3 separate regions of the Sus scrofa genome follow, and regions 2 and 3 are each linked to region 1. A link is a contact called in public HiChIP or PLAC-seq and promoter capture Hi-C data. All regions are on one chromosome and are shown on one strand. The core of a region is the stretch at or near the end of the contact, and the rest is flanking DNA. Distances in the headings are between cores, read along the strand shown.

Region 1 (4,365 bases), core at 872-3,371:
AAGCAGAAACTCCACGAGGGTGGAAATGTTTTTGTTTTGCTCAATGCTATATCCCCAGTACCTAGAACAATGACTAGCATATAAAATGTGCTCAGCAAATATTTGCTGAATTAATGGTTTACATGGTTTACCAGCAAGAAAAACTGATAACCCCAGGTCAGTGCACTGTTTACCCTATGGCTTTGCATACTCCTGGAGTTCTGGATCCACTCTGGGAGGCACTTACTCATCTGCCTGAGAAGCCTGGTAACAGAGAGCTATTAGAGGGGAATGACGTGGTGCGTTTTACATTTCAGTCAGTCCACTCTGGCTCTGGGGGATGGATCTGGGGAGGATAAGGCTGGAATTATGAGTCCATTCCAATATTCAGATGTTGACAGCTTGAGAAATATTCAGGACACAAAAGGGAAAGATGTAATGATTGGATGGATGTTGGGGTTGGTGGGAATCTGACTGATTTTCAGGTTTGGGGGCTGGGCAATTGAACAGATAACACGGGCAGTCATGGAGACAGAGCATACCAGAATAAGCCCACTTGGGGATGGACCCGGGAAGAGAAGTCTCTTCTTCCACCTAGTTCAACATTCACTTTAGCAATCCCTTGACAAATAAGTAAAGTTGATTTTGGCAAAAACCTCAACCAGAGCAGCAGAATATAAACAAAAAGAATCCTAAAGGATCATTTCTTTGTTCTCATTTGTCAGTGGCACTAAGCTGGCCTTAGACCAGGCAGAGTCCTTCCTAAAGAGAAAGGCAGGAACGGATTCTCCTGGATTCAAAGTCTATTGTGCATCTTAAGATATACAGCTACCAACATTTCTGTTAACTTCTAAAGCAACGAATTTTCTCATCTCTTTGGAAAATAACTTCAAAATTAGGCAATTTTAAAAGCGCTCCATCCTAATGATCCTTAAACAAAGGTTTACCAACAAAATATTTCAAGCTACCACTTACTGCACCGATAGTTTGACCCTCATACCTTACCTGGAAAGTTCTCTCGATTTAGCTTAGGTCTGCGGACGATCACAAAGTCCTTTTCATTCCCTTTGCTCTTCAGCCGTTTTCGCGGAGGGCTCTGCGGGTGGCCCAGGTTTGAAAGCAGTTCCTGGGGGATGTTCTCACTGTCCACCTCCTCCTTCTCCAAGGCAGAGACCCCCATGCCTGAAAGCAGTTCAGAAGTCTTGCTAGAATCCCATCCCCACGTGAAGCTGGTGGTAACGTTGCTACTCTGGTCGGGAATCTCCTGGAGGTGCTTCCTGCAGATAAGCACAATAGCCCCCGTTCCTTTAAAAAACACACCCGTGAATAATTCCAAACAGGCCTAAAGGAAGCTGCAACTTATGCATTACCGAAAACGCTCACAGCAGCTAACTGAACTTGCATTTTAAGTGCCGGCGGCGAGTTCCCAAGAATGAAAGAAAAAAGAACCAAACACACCGAACAAATCGAAAAGGCTTTTTGATTTACGATCATGCAGAAGGCCTCAAGAATGTCTCAAAGTGGATGGAACAGATAAGAAGAGGGCAATTATACAGTGATTGAAAACAGGAGCAGAAAAGCCCAATAAGGGAAGCCAAATAATATCGCACGCTGATCACAGCACTAAAGCATCCACCCATCCACGTTTTCCCAAAGAGGAGGTTAAGCAACCATTCACATTGCAGCATTACAAACAATATTAGGAAGTAGCAAAACTCGCGGCCTAAAAGAATTAAGATGGTCCACTCACGGTCTGCCCCTTTCTGCAAACGGTTTACCTGTGCATGGCGTCCGCAGGTTCGGGAGTTTTAAACGCGTGCATTAATTGCAGAGGTGCCCGCCTCCCGGATTCCCGCTTTGGCGCGCGGCGGCGCACTGCGTGTGGCTCCAGCCCCCAGCAGTGAGACCCGCGAACTCTATCAACGTTCCATCCCCACCGCGCGCGCAGAAAACTTCTGCCCGCTCTCCTCCCCGCTACCGTCTGCGGCCCCGCTGCCTTCTGGGAATTGTAGTTTTCTCCCTGCCTGGCAATCCGGCTGCCTCGCCACTACTTCCTTTCCTCGCAGCTTTCCCCGCCTTCCATATACCCACAACCCCCCGCGGTTGCGGCACTGGACGGCCCACAGGGTAGGCGGGGAGGCGGAAGTGGGCGGTGCTCCAGCCGACCGGGCTATGGCAGCAGCTTGACGGGCGACAGGTTTTCTTTTCCCGGGAACCCCTAGGCCTTCTGGTGACAGCCACCGCCGTCGCCAAAGAGCGTGGGTTCCAGACCCCAGACGGCTGTGGCGGACAGGGGGTTTCCAGGTCCTTCTGGAATCTGTCCGGCGAGATCGGACGGTGAGCCTGAGGGGGGAGAGCCTGAGACATTTTGGGATCTGGGGCCAAGTGCAGGCGGCGAGAGAGGGACCCACGAGACCCCGAGAGGCCGCCGCCGCGGGGCCTACGTTCCTGGCCGCTGAGTGGAGGCAGTGGCCCGCCCCGCCCGCCAGGTGAGAGGTTGCGGCCGCGGGCGTCACACCTGCCTGTGTCTACCCCTCCGCCGGGAGCTGCTTCCTCCATCCGGGAGAGGGCAGCCCTTAGGATTGGGTCTGTGGACAAGATCCTTTCCTGATCTGTAAAATAGGCACTATGGCAACGAAGGATTATTTCACATCTTGCCGCCGTCAGGGTCAAACCAGAGGAACATGAGTGAGAGCATTTTGTAAGTGAAGGCGCAGTTTGAGTCAAAGGTGGTGGTTGAATTTTAGGGGATCAGGAGACCGCTGTGTTCCTGTCCGCAGTGGCAAAGCTGAGCATCCCTTTGCAGCCTTGAGCAGTCTTACAACACTAGCATGACTGTATCCGTATACGCTAGGGGCCACTAACAAAGCCTATCGGTTGCTCTCTCTCGACCGGCTGCTGCTGATTGCCTAATCTCTGAAAAGCAGGCTGCTTTTGCCTACCTCCGCGGAGAAGAGTTTGGAGATGGTTAGAGAGCGTGCCATATTCCGAGTATGATGACCGGGCGAAATCCACTGTGCAAACTGTACTATAACTGTGACCCTGGGAAAACAGGGTGAGAGAGAGAGAAGGGGAAAAAAAATCCAACTCTAATAAAAGTGGAGAGGATTTATAAAGCCCAGAAGTAAGCAGGTCAGCGTCATCACAAAAATATTAGAATGTTACCTCAGTATGCTGTGTGGCATACCTTCTTATTTCTTGAACAACAAGAAACAAAAAAACTTCTCTTTATACTGGGATTAAACCTCCCTTGCCAGGGTATGTGCTTGTTTTAGGCTTAGTGCTTCGCTTGAAAAACAACCACCTCTTGACAGAGGAAGGCATTCATGAACCTTTAGTTTGTTCTTAAAAGTAGGTGAGATTGGTATAAAGAAGGGATCTGTTCACAGATTGATTCTGATTGAACCTAGGTGAAGGATACTAGGCTAAATGTTCACAATTAGTGAAATTAATGTTATGTGGAAAATAGCTTTAAATGCAATTATTCTGATTTTTTTTACATAAAGTAATCTCTATGTTACTTTGAGTAAGGAGAAAGCAGTTGCCTTCGCTTGAAATCAACACCCTTTCCCTTAAAATTGCAACTCAGAGGAAATATTTTTAACCAAAAAAAAAATTGGGAGTTCCCATGGTGGCACAGCGGAAACAAATCCAACTAGGAAGCATGAGGTTTCGGTTCAATCCCTAGCCTCGCTCAGTGGGTAAAACCTCACCATTGCCTTGAGCTGTGGTGTAGTTTGCAGATGCAGCTGGGATCCCACTTTGCTGTGGCTGTGGTGTAGGCCAGTGGCTACAGCTCTGATTCGCCCCCCTAGCCTGGGAACCTCCATATGCCAAAGGTACAGCCTTAAAAAAAAAAAAAAGAAAAAAAATTATTGTCTCCTTTGGGAAAGTGAACAGAGAGGGCTCATAAGCTAAAAGAGGAAAAAGAATAAACCAGAAAAAATATTTAAAATTCCATGATGAGAATAAGGAATGAGATATAAAGTTTTGATATATGGAGTTCCTGTCCTGGTGCACGGGAAACAAATCCTACTAGGAACCATGAGGTTTCGGGTTTGATCCCTGGCCTCAAGCTCAGTGGGTTAAGGATCCGGTGTTGCTGTGAGCTGTGGTGTAGGTCACAGATGTGACTTGGATTCTGCTTTGCTGTGAGCTGTGGTGTAGGTTGCAGATGTGGCTGGGATCTGGCGTTGCTGTGGCTGTGGTGTAGGCCAGCAGCAACAGCTCCGATTGGACCCCTAGCCTGGGAACCTCCATATGCAGTGGGTGTGGCCCTAGAAAAGGCCAAAAAAAATTTTTTTTTTGATATGAAGTAATTGAGAGGCTACTTTAGGTATACATCTTATAGATAAAAAGGTCTAATAGATGGGGTGATTTCAAACT
Region 2 (4,365 bases), core at 1,021-3,520, 950 kb after region 1:
AATGTCTTGTTCTGAAATTTATTCCTCTGGAAGAAAAGATGAGAATCCGTTCCTTATTTTTCCACTTGCCCTAAAGGAAAAAAAAATTTGAAAAAATTTAAAATTTCACAGTGCATCTATCTCATTTGTTCGTTTAAAGATAAAAGCTTGCAAGTAGCAAGCCAAATAATTCTGACCTTAACCTTTAATTCATCTCTCAGTGGCATTCACTGACCCAGCTTTTACCCAGATATACTCTTGGCCTTCTTTCTTTTTTTTTTCTTCTTCAATCTCCAATTTGTCCTCCTGCCTCTAAAGATTCTTTCTTAGCCCTCTTTTTAAATTCCTGATCTCTCCAGGACAGAGTTCTCAAAATCATTCCCAGTTTCAACTGTCAACTCTACATAAAGGTAAGGAACTCTTTCTGGCCCTAATACCCAAGAAGCTGACTTACCTCAAATTCAACTTCAGATACCAAACTTTAAAATCTGGTAAATTACCTTGCTATTTATTTTTCTGATGATGTCACCATCACTTCAATCCCCCACACTTTGAATCTTCCACTTTCCTTTATTCTCTCATATCATAAGCACTAGTAAATGCTGTCAACTTCTGTTAGCAACAACTCTTAATCATCTTCTACTGATACTGCCTTCACTCAGATTCTTAAAATCTCACATCATTTCCTCATCTCCTTAATGCTAGTCTTCCCATCCAGGAGCTCCTCCAGTAGATATGGCAGACTAGCACCTGCTTAACTTTTTCTACCTGACTATTGTCCCAAATCAACCTTACACCCTAGCCAACTTGGCTGTATTTTTTAAACTTTCAGCACTTTGTATACTTCAACGTCTTTGATCAGTTTCTCCCTCTCTCTTCCCCTTTCCGCCTCTCCCTTGCATTGCTCCTTCCCCTTTCTGAAAATCAGAATTTTGCTCTTACCTTAGGATCTAGCTCAAAGGCTAAATCAAATCCTTCATAATCCCTAACCTGTTTATTCTAGAGCAATATTTATCTTCTTCATTTAAATAGAATTTTCATTTATAACTCAACTCATAGATCCTTATCGTATTTTTTCTAGCTCCTAAAAGAGAACGCTTAACATTTACTGAAAATCTAACAGAAGTCTGCTTATTTTTCATAAAAAGCAAATCATATTTTCTTCCTTTCAATTTGCAGGTGAGAAAAGAGCTCAAAACGTCCCTGTTAAGAGCAGGGCTACAATTCAAGCTCATCTTTCATTCCTCAAAGCTCACTCCTTTCCCAATGCTTGCCACCCCACCAAACCATTAAGGGTCATTTATTACTCGCTAGCGTGTCAAACAGAGATCTGGCAAAGCTGAAGGTCGACAGAGAAGTTTATGAAACAAATGTTAACTCTAGTCTCCACAATATTTGACCTGGCTTAAGGAGCTCTCAGTCGAATTAAAGTTAGCAGCAACTTGTGCTCACCTTGTTTTGAGCAAAAAACATATAAGTTCCTAGTTTCCTTCTAAACTGAAGTGGTCACATTCTAGTTTTGCAATCCCAAGGCAGGGGAAACCTAACTTCTCACCGTGCCCGGCACGTTAAAACTTCATGAATACAAGAAAAGCTCACGTTATCTTGTCTAGCTTTCATTACCCCGAGATCAAGCAAGTCAAATTCACAATCCCAAGAAAAGGAACTTTTTAAAGGGCCACATAACAAGCTTTAGGATTCCTAACTAACCATACCTAACTATGTCGGTATATGGAAGTATTACTCTAAGGGATACACTCAATAGCGAGGAATAACTTTAATTGGTAAAACTATTACTCTCCAACAACAACAACAATAGGGGAGTAAATGGAAGACTAAACGCTGGAATTAAGACCCTCAAAGTCGCTTCTCTGTGACCCTCTAAAAGCTCTGAAGCCCACCCAGGTGCTCAGCCCGCGCCTCCAGGAGGGCAGCCATGTGTCCAAGCTTTAGCTATAAACCTGGTAGCCAGTCCAGCTGGAAGGGCTGAAAACGACCTCCAGGAACACCTCAGAAACTCCGAAACCCGCAGAGCCATAATCAAATAGGTAGCCTCAGAGAAGGCGTGCGGAGCCGCGGCCGCAGAGCCCACTCTACCTTGCAAACCGGGCCCGGAATACGATTTCTATCTTCCTCCTCCGCTTCCTCTGCCACCTCGCTTGACTTAGCAGGCGGCTTGGCGTCTTTTTCGCTTCTTTTCAGCTTTTTCGCCGGACCAGCCGGGCCTCCACGCCGTTTCCTCTTGGTTGCCGCCATCTTGCTTCCCGCCATCTTGCTCCCCAGCTTCTCTCTGGGCCTTCCTTCCGGCTGCGCCGCTCGCTCCGCTTTCCCATCTCTATGGTCCCGGGGCTGGGCTCGGCAGTCCTCCAGCTCTAGGTGCCTCTTTCCGGTCTCTGTGGTACCGGATGCCAGACTCTCTAGGCTTTGTCTATCTCTGTGGTGACGGTGCTGACGGGGCTGGCGGGTCTGAAAAAGTGGCGGGAGCCGCTCCACTTCCTCCCCGGCTGCCAGGGAGCTGCGTCCCGACCCCAAAGGTGGGTTTGGGCGCTTGGCATATCGAGACTAGTAAACGGGTGCAGTCCCGCGGCGGGTTGGTGCGCCGCGTTGTCTGGGGCTTTTGGAGGATCCGAGGACCACCCCCACCCCTTGTCTGTTAGGGACGAGGTTGGCTGCGTGGACAGCTCAAAACCGACTCTTTGGTGATACGCAGCCTCATCTTGGCGTGGCGAAGCTGGCCCGAGTAGAATGATGTTGTTGTTGTTGGGTGTTTTCATCGTTCAGTTTTTCATGGTTACTGTCGTCTTACTGAAGACGAGGAAACCGTAGCTTAAAGAGATAATTTCCCCCAAAGTTAGACAGTTAAGTGGCAGAAGTGGGGTTCAATCCCTGGTCGGTCGAGTTCACCGTCCAGGCCTCTTCCACTTGGCTCAGCGCAGGTTGAGATCGCGGGCTTAGCCAGCATTGACGGGAGTTTGTCTGATCTCATCAGGTGTTCCGCGACCAGCGGGAGCAGGTGTTGGCATCAGGAGCCGCTCTCCGGGCGGAATGCGCAGTGAACCATGCCCCTCCTAACACAACAGATCCCAGATGAGAGTGATTACAGTTTAGTGGCCAGCCTCGACAACGTGAGGAATCTCTCCACTATCTTGAAGGCTATTCATTTCCGAGAACATGCCACCTGTTTCGCTACTAAAAATGGAATCAAGGTCACAGTGGAAAATGCAAAGTGTGTGCAAGCAAATGCTTTTATTCAGGTATGAAAGTAGTCACCTTTAAGCCTGGGACTTAGTGATATTCTTCACCCCAGACAATGAAGGTCTTAATTGATATCATTTAAGTTAAAGAGCAAAATATCATTACTTGAATTCTTTTTCTCTCCTGGTAACAAATTCTTCTGCAATCTTGTTTAACAGAGATAATGGTTAATAATAATAATAATGTCTAGAATATATTAAGCTAAACTATAGGCCGGGCACTCTTCTGAGCGTTTTATATGTTTAACTCATTTAATCCTCAGAGAATAGTCTTTGATGTAGGTTCTGTTATTATTCTCATTTTTACGTATGTGGAAACTGAGACACTGTTAAGTGATTTGTCAACAGTCCTACAGCTGGCAAGCAGCTGAATTGGGATAAGAACCCAGGACATTTGTTTCCATAGCATATGCCCTTTACCACTACCTCCCTATGATTAAAAAAAAAAAAAATCCCTTTTATTGGTTATAGTATAATCTACTCTTAAAAGTAATATTTGAATAGTTCAGATAGGATTTCAGATTTAGTTCAGAATTTTTTTGGAACACCTAAGTGCATGGTATGACCTTGGGTATAGAGGGATAAATAAGACATGGTTTCTGTCCTCAAAAGAAGCTGAAGACCAGTATCACTCGTGCATTGTCTGATTGACTAGTGTCTGAATAACCTTAGCCAAGTTTATGGGCACACAGAGAAGACAAGGGAGAGTCAGGTGGGGGATAGTTTAGCTCCTCGAAGCTAGATGAAGGACCTTTCATAAAGTTTTGCATGGGACCAAAATCATTCTTACACCTAATGAATCACAGTTGAAAAAGTTTAAGAGGTTTTTCTTGGTAATCAAAAATTATTTTCATGGTATTAGCACAATATTGTTATTTTAAAAACATATAAAGTGAAATTCAGAACCTTATATGAGTTTCATTCTTTAATATACGTATACATTTTCACTTTTTTTTTCCATAGGCTGGAATATTTCAAGAGTTTACAGTTCAAGAAGAGTCTGTTACTTTTCGAATTAATTTAACCGTCCTTTTAGACTGTTTATCTATTTTTGGATCAAGTCCTGTGCCAGGTGAACTATTTTATTATCATTATAACAACATAAAAACATTATACATAATGGTCAGAAAAA
Region 3 (4,365 bases), core at 1,022-3,521, 690 kb before region 1:
CCCTCCCTTCGGTATTCTACACCCCCCCACCCCCCCAGCCCCCATTCGCGTGCCCCCCACCCAGTGTAGGCCTGAGGCCCTGTAGCAAACAGTGTCTAACAGGAGCAGGCAGCACAAAGACAGGAATGGGAGATTAGTGGGAGGGAGGGAGGCCGGGATTGGGGCTCAGCAGGAGCTTCAGGCTTTTTAAAATTCAAACTGCTCCCTGACCAATACAAATCACGGACACGCTACTGACTACTACACGGATTTATAGCATTAAAAACATGCCTAGTACGTGACAGCTATATTAACTTCACTCTTCTTAACTTTATTCATACGTTTGCAGGAAATGTGCAACAATTTATTTTAAGCAGAGGGCTAAACTCAAAAGTAATCTTCAGAAAACTTCCTTATTCTACAATGGCAATAATATCTAATGAGACACAAAATATGTAACACCCACTAATAAAACAAGGGACGTTGTTGATCAGTGTTGCTTCATTTTAACCAATGAAAGTTTTCCTTCAGTGAATATGAGACAAAGTATCAAAATAGCCCAACCCAGGTCCATTTATTTTTCTATGCAATTTGTATGGCTGAGGACTTTTAAATTGGTTTTTCCCTTATACCAACCTACACTACTAACGCCACCATAAATAAGCTCTATACACTTAACTTACTTGTGAACTAGAATTTGTTAAGATAGAACTGGTATTTTTCTCCAGCATTACAGATACATTTGACCTATTAAAATGACACCTCTCTCATTACACAGTCAAACATCATGGGCACAAACAGCCAATGGCAATCCTGGGACCTCAAGAAGATCTGCCCTGACATGAAAGGATGGCACCTTGTACATTTTTTTTTTTAACCTCCCAGGGATTTTAAGCATAACTTATTTTCTACCCTTTTAAGAAAATTGGTTGTACCTGTATGTCACTACCATTCTCAGAACATTGAAAATTCTTTCTAAGCTTCTACACGTTTAGATCAGGAAGTACCTGAGTGTTTCATGCAAAGTCGTTTAAAACTGTCCTTATATAACGCACACAAATATAAAGTGGCAGGATAAACCTGTCAAGTACTTTATACTTGTCTTTGAATAAAAAGTCCATGTGCAACACACTGTCAAACAACAACATAAAAGCTCTCTGCGTGGTTGGGGAGGTCATATGTAGTGTCTACCACACTATGGTTTTCTGTATTAAATATTCATGTGGACGATTTAATTCTTTTTAAAAAGAAAATGAGTCTTTATTAACTTTCCAACGTCCAAACAAGTTTTACACAGGAAAAGAATTACCACTGGATCCGTGTCTGAGTATTTACATTTGTCTCACTAACTGAAACTACTTCCTCCCTTCATGGGGTCACAGGGGGAAGAAGGGGGGTTGTTTGTTTCACTGGGACGTTCCCCACTCCCGGACCAGGAAAGTTGTAAATATGGGGACGATCAGGGCACATTTGCTGTTAGTTGTATTGTTTCCGCCTCCTCACTAGCTACGGCTCTTCTCCCGGGCGAGGCCTGTCACCGACCAGCAGTAGCTCCGCTCAGCCCGGAGCTCTCCTAATCCCCGAGCTCAAGTAGATTCCGCTGGCCCGCGGCCTGCACTCTCCGCCGGGCCTACGCCTCCCCGGCCGCCCGGCAGGAGCCCAGTCCCCGCCACCGGAGCCGGCCGGGAGAGGGTACAAAACCACCGCCACCCAGGGCGGCTGCCACCAGAGAGGAGCGAACTCTAGACTCGCCCGTGGAGGAGACCTGGGGCCGCTAAGGAAACGGCCGGGAGGGGAGCGAGGAGGAGAGACGCTGAGGACCTGGCGCCGCCGCCGCCGCCGCCGAAATAAAGAGCAGGAATTTACCTGGGCGAATCGGCGTCTGAATCCAAGGGGAGGCCGAGGCCGCTGTGGCGAGAGACTATAATCCGGGCCGGGAGGGGGGGTGGCTACGGCTCCTCTTCCGTCTCCTCAGTGCGGGGAACATGTAGAGCCGGGGGGAGACCAGCCGAGAAGACAAATCGCTGCTTCTTCTTCCTCCTCCTCCTCCTTCTCCCACATAGAAACACTCGCAAACACCCGACCAGGGGCCCGAGCTACCGGGGGGGCATCGCCGCCGGCCCGGGAACCAATCCTCCTGTCGGCGGGGGCGTCCCTCCCTGCGGCTTGGTGGTGTCGGGTGAGTCGGTACCGACGGAGGGAGGGGGGGAGGGCGGGGGGGAAAGGAGCCCTGTGTGTGTCTCTCTCTCTCGTTCCGTCTCTCCCTCGCAGAACAAAATGCCGACCGGAAGTGCAGCTGCAGGAATGACTCCCTCCGCCGGCGCCAAACACTAACAACCACCCCCTCTTCCCCACTCCACTTCCGCCACCGCCGCGCCGCCGCCACCACTTCAGCTCGCGTCCTCGGCCGCGCCGGACTGCACGGCCCGCGCCTCTCCGCACCGCACCCCGGCCCGGCGGCGGCCGGCAGCCGGCAGAGAGCAGGCGGTGGTTCTCTTCTGCGCCTTTCTCCTCCTCAGGGCGGCTGTGGATGTTGCCTTTTATTGTCGATCCTACGTAGCGGCGTTTTCGCTGCGGCACGGACGGGCCGGGTCTTCCTGTTCTTTATTTTCCTGGAGGCCGACCGGAGCGGGCCCCGAGTTCGGTGGTGGTCGTGTGCGTGGGGGGCGCTCAGGTCCGGACCGGCTCGTAGGCCGCTCACGCCGTTGCAGCTGCTCGTCATTAGCTCTCGGGAGCCGAGCTCGGGGCGGCCCCATAGAGGACGCCCGCAATCCGACGGCTACCGTGCATTTTTTAAATGGTTTCCCTGCAGCCGGGTGGATGGATGTATCGTAATGTACGCCCTTCTCTCCTTCTGAGAGGCCGAACTTTACGCCCGTCTCTGCATTATTTCTGCGGAGTAAGAACGCACCCCTTGGAGGAGAAGAAGATTCTCAGCTGGATTGAATTGGAGTCGCGTTTATGATGCATTTATTTCTGGAAATATGTGGTCTTTTCTGGTCTTGCTTTTTGTTGGCGGCGGTTTGGGCTCTTGCCTAACAGTCGGGATAAAGGCCTGTAGGCGACGCTGTTCGAGCCAGGAGCCGGCTCAGCGGGCCCGGAGCGCGCGAGTCCGCGCCCCCCACTAGGTGTGGGTGGAGCCGAGCGCGCGACGAGAGCCGGCGGAATGCGGGCCGCGGGTGGGCCTGGGGCCAGCCGATTTCAGACACCGTTTTCCTCTTTGCGTTTCAAACAGTGAGGTACCACTGGCCAAGGCTGGAGAACAGATGCGATTATGTGTACCGCGCCCTTTGTGTCTCTTACTGAAACACATGAATTAACTTTATCGTTCCGCAGTTCACTATTAACGTTTACTAATGTAAATTACAAGGGGGCTATTCTTCAGGTAAAAAGTGCATAGGTAAGAGAATTTTACTCAAATAGGACGGAATTTGTGGTATACTTTTCTGCATTTCGTTGAGTCGTACGTAAATTATATTGTTTATGTATTTGTATGTGTACCATTACGCCAAAAGTAAATAGGAAAATTTGCCTACAGGTTATTCCTTCTGCCTCAAAAATCTCTCAAAGGATTAAATCGGATCTTGTCGCTCTTTTACTCTAGGCCCTGCAATTGCTCGGCATCTAGCTGAGAGTAAAAGCCAAAGCTTTGACCGCAGCCCCAAGGCCGTGCGCGCGGTGGGGAGGGGAAGGGGGGAGGAAGCTCCTAGGAGAATGATGTAAGTAAACTCCAGGAGGGCATGAGGTTTTGTTTTTCTCCACTGATGTTTTAGGGAGAAAATAATGTTACACACACAGTAGATGCTTAATATTTGGTTAATGAATGACAATTATAAGGGCCTTGGCGGCCCCCCCCCGCCACACACACTAACTTCCCATCTCTGTCCCTTACATGGGTATGTGAGAGAACTTTATGAAAGATTTCTGAAAACAAAAAATACTAGGGAAAAAAATGCAAGTTTATTACAAACTTCTAGGAAAACACACTACTTCTAGACATTGAAAGCCCTCCACAACACCAGAAGCCCTCAAAATAGTGATAATTATTTGTTTTTAGGTTTCTGTAAATGGGCTTGCTAGTGGACAGTCCATTATTAGATTATATGATCATATTCATGTTGGGCAAGTTAGCTTTCTTCCTGAGTCACAAACTTCGTTCTTCATCCTGTCTGCCCTCTTTCTTGAAAAATGCTATTTTCACTAAAGTCTGAAAATTTGGTTGGCTTAGCCCAAAGCCAGCATTACTGGAAAAGTTCATTCAGCAAATCTGTGTCAGGTACAAAGTGCCCGGCACGATGATTCAAAAGGTGCGCGTTTCTGAAGCTTAAAGGACCACATACGGCTATTTTGGTTACTACTCAATTATGCTGTCAAGCAAAGCAAACG

Evidence for each region. Promoter capture Hi-C pulls out the DNA fragments that hold promoters and counts their contacts. HiChIP or PLAC-seq counts read pairs in DNA pulled down with a chosen protein or histone mark.
Region 2: a contact with region 1 is called in an H3K27ac HiChIP or PLAC-seq map of alveolar macrophages. The contact joins the promoter of BRIX1 here to the promoter of LMBRD2 in region 1. A contact is called at or near these places in 2 of 5 promoter capture datasets (fetal liver and liver), 2 of 47 Hi-C or Micro-C datasets (heart right ventricle and skeletal muscle) and 2 of 2 datasets of contacts at active chromatin or transcription factors (alveolar macrophages and skeletal muscle).
Region 3: a promoter capture Hi-C map of liver shows a contact between it and region 1, with 4 times the contacts expected there. The contact joins the promoter of NIPBL here to the promoter of LMBRD2 in region 1. A contact is called at or near these places in 2 of 5 promoter capture datasets (fetal liver and liver) and 2 of 47 Hi-C or Micro-C datasets (fetal liver and skeletal muscle).

What each region holds. Positions count from the first base shown.
Region 1 is chr16:21,460,678-21,465,042 of Sscrofa11.1, reverse strand. It overlaps LMBRD2 (LMBR1 domain-containing protein 2), which reads left to right and starts at 2,121. Exons shown (of 19, transcript XM_021076992.1): 1 at 2,121-2,468. SKP2 (S-phase kinase associated protein 2) reads right to left here and starts at 1,773. Exons shown (of 10, transcript NM_001171755.1): 1 at 1,758-1,773; 2 at 985-1,256. The coding sequence starts at 1,765.
Region 2 is chr16:20,510,186-20,514,550 of Sscrofa11.1, reverse strand. BRIX1 (BRX1, biogenesis of ribosomes) reads right to left here and starts at 2,270. Exons shown (of 10, transcript NM_001244824.1): 1 at 2,077-2,270; 2 at 1-70. The coding sequence starts at 2,250. It overlaps RAD1 (cell cycle checkpoint protein RAD1), which reads left to right and starts at 2,379. Exons shown (of 8, transcript XR_308376.3): 1 at 2,379-2,513; 2 at 2,969-3,233; 3 at 4,197-4,305.
Region 3 is chr16:22,150,375-22,154,739 of Sscrofa11.1, reverse strand. It overlaps NIPBL (nipped-B-like protein), which reads right to left and starts at 2,271. Exons shown (of 47, transcript XM_021076592.1): 1 at 1,846-2,271.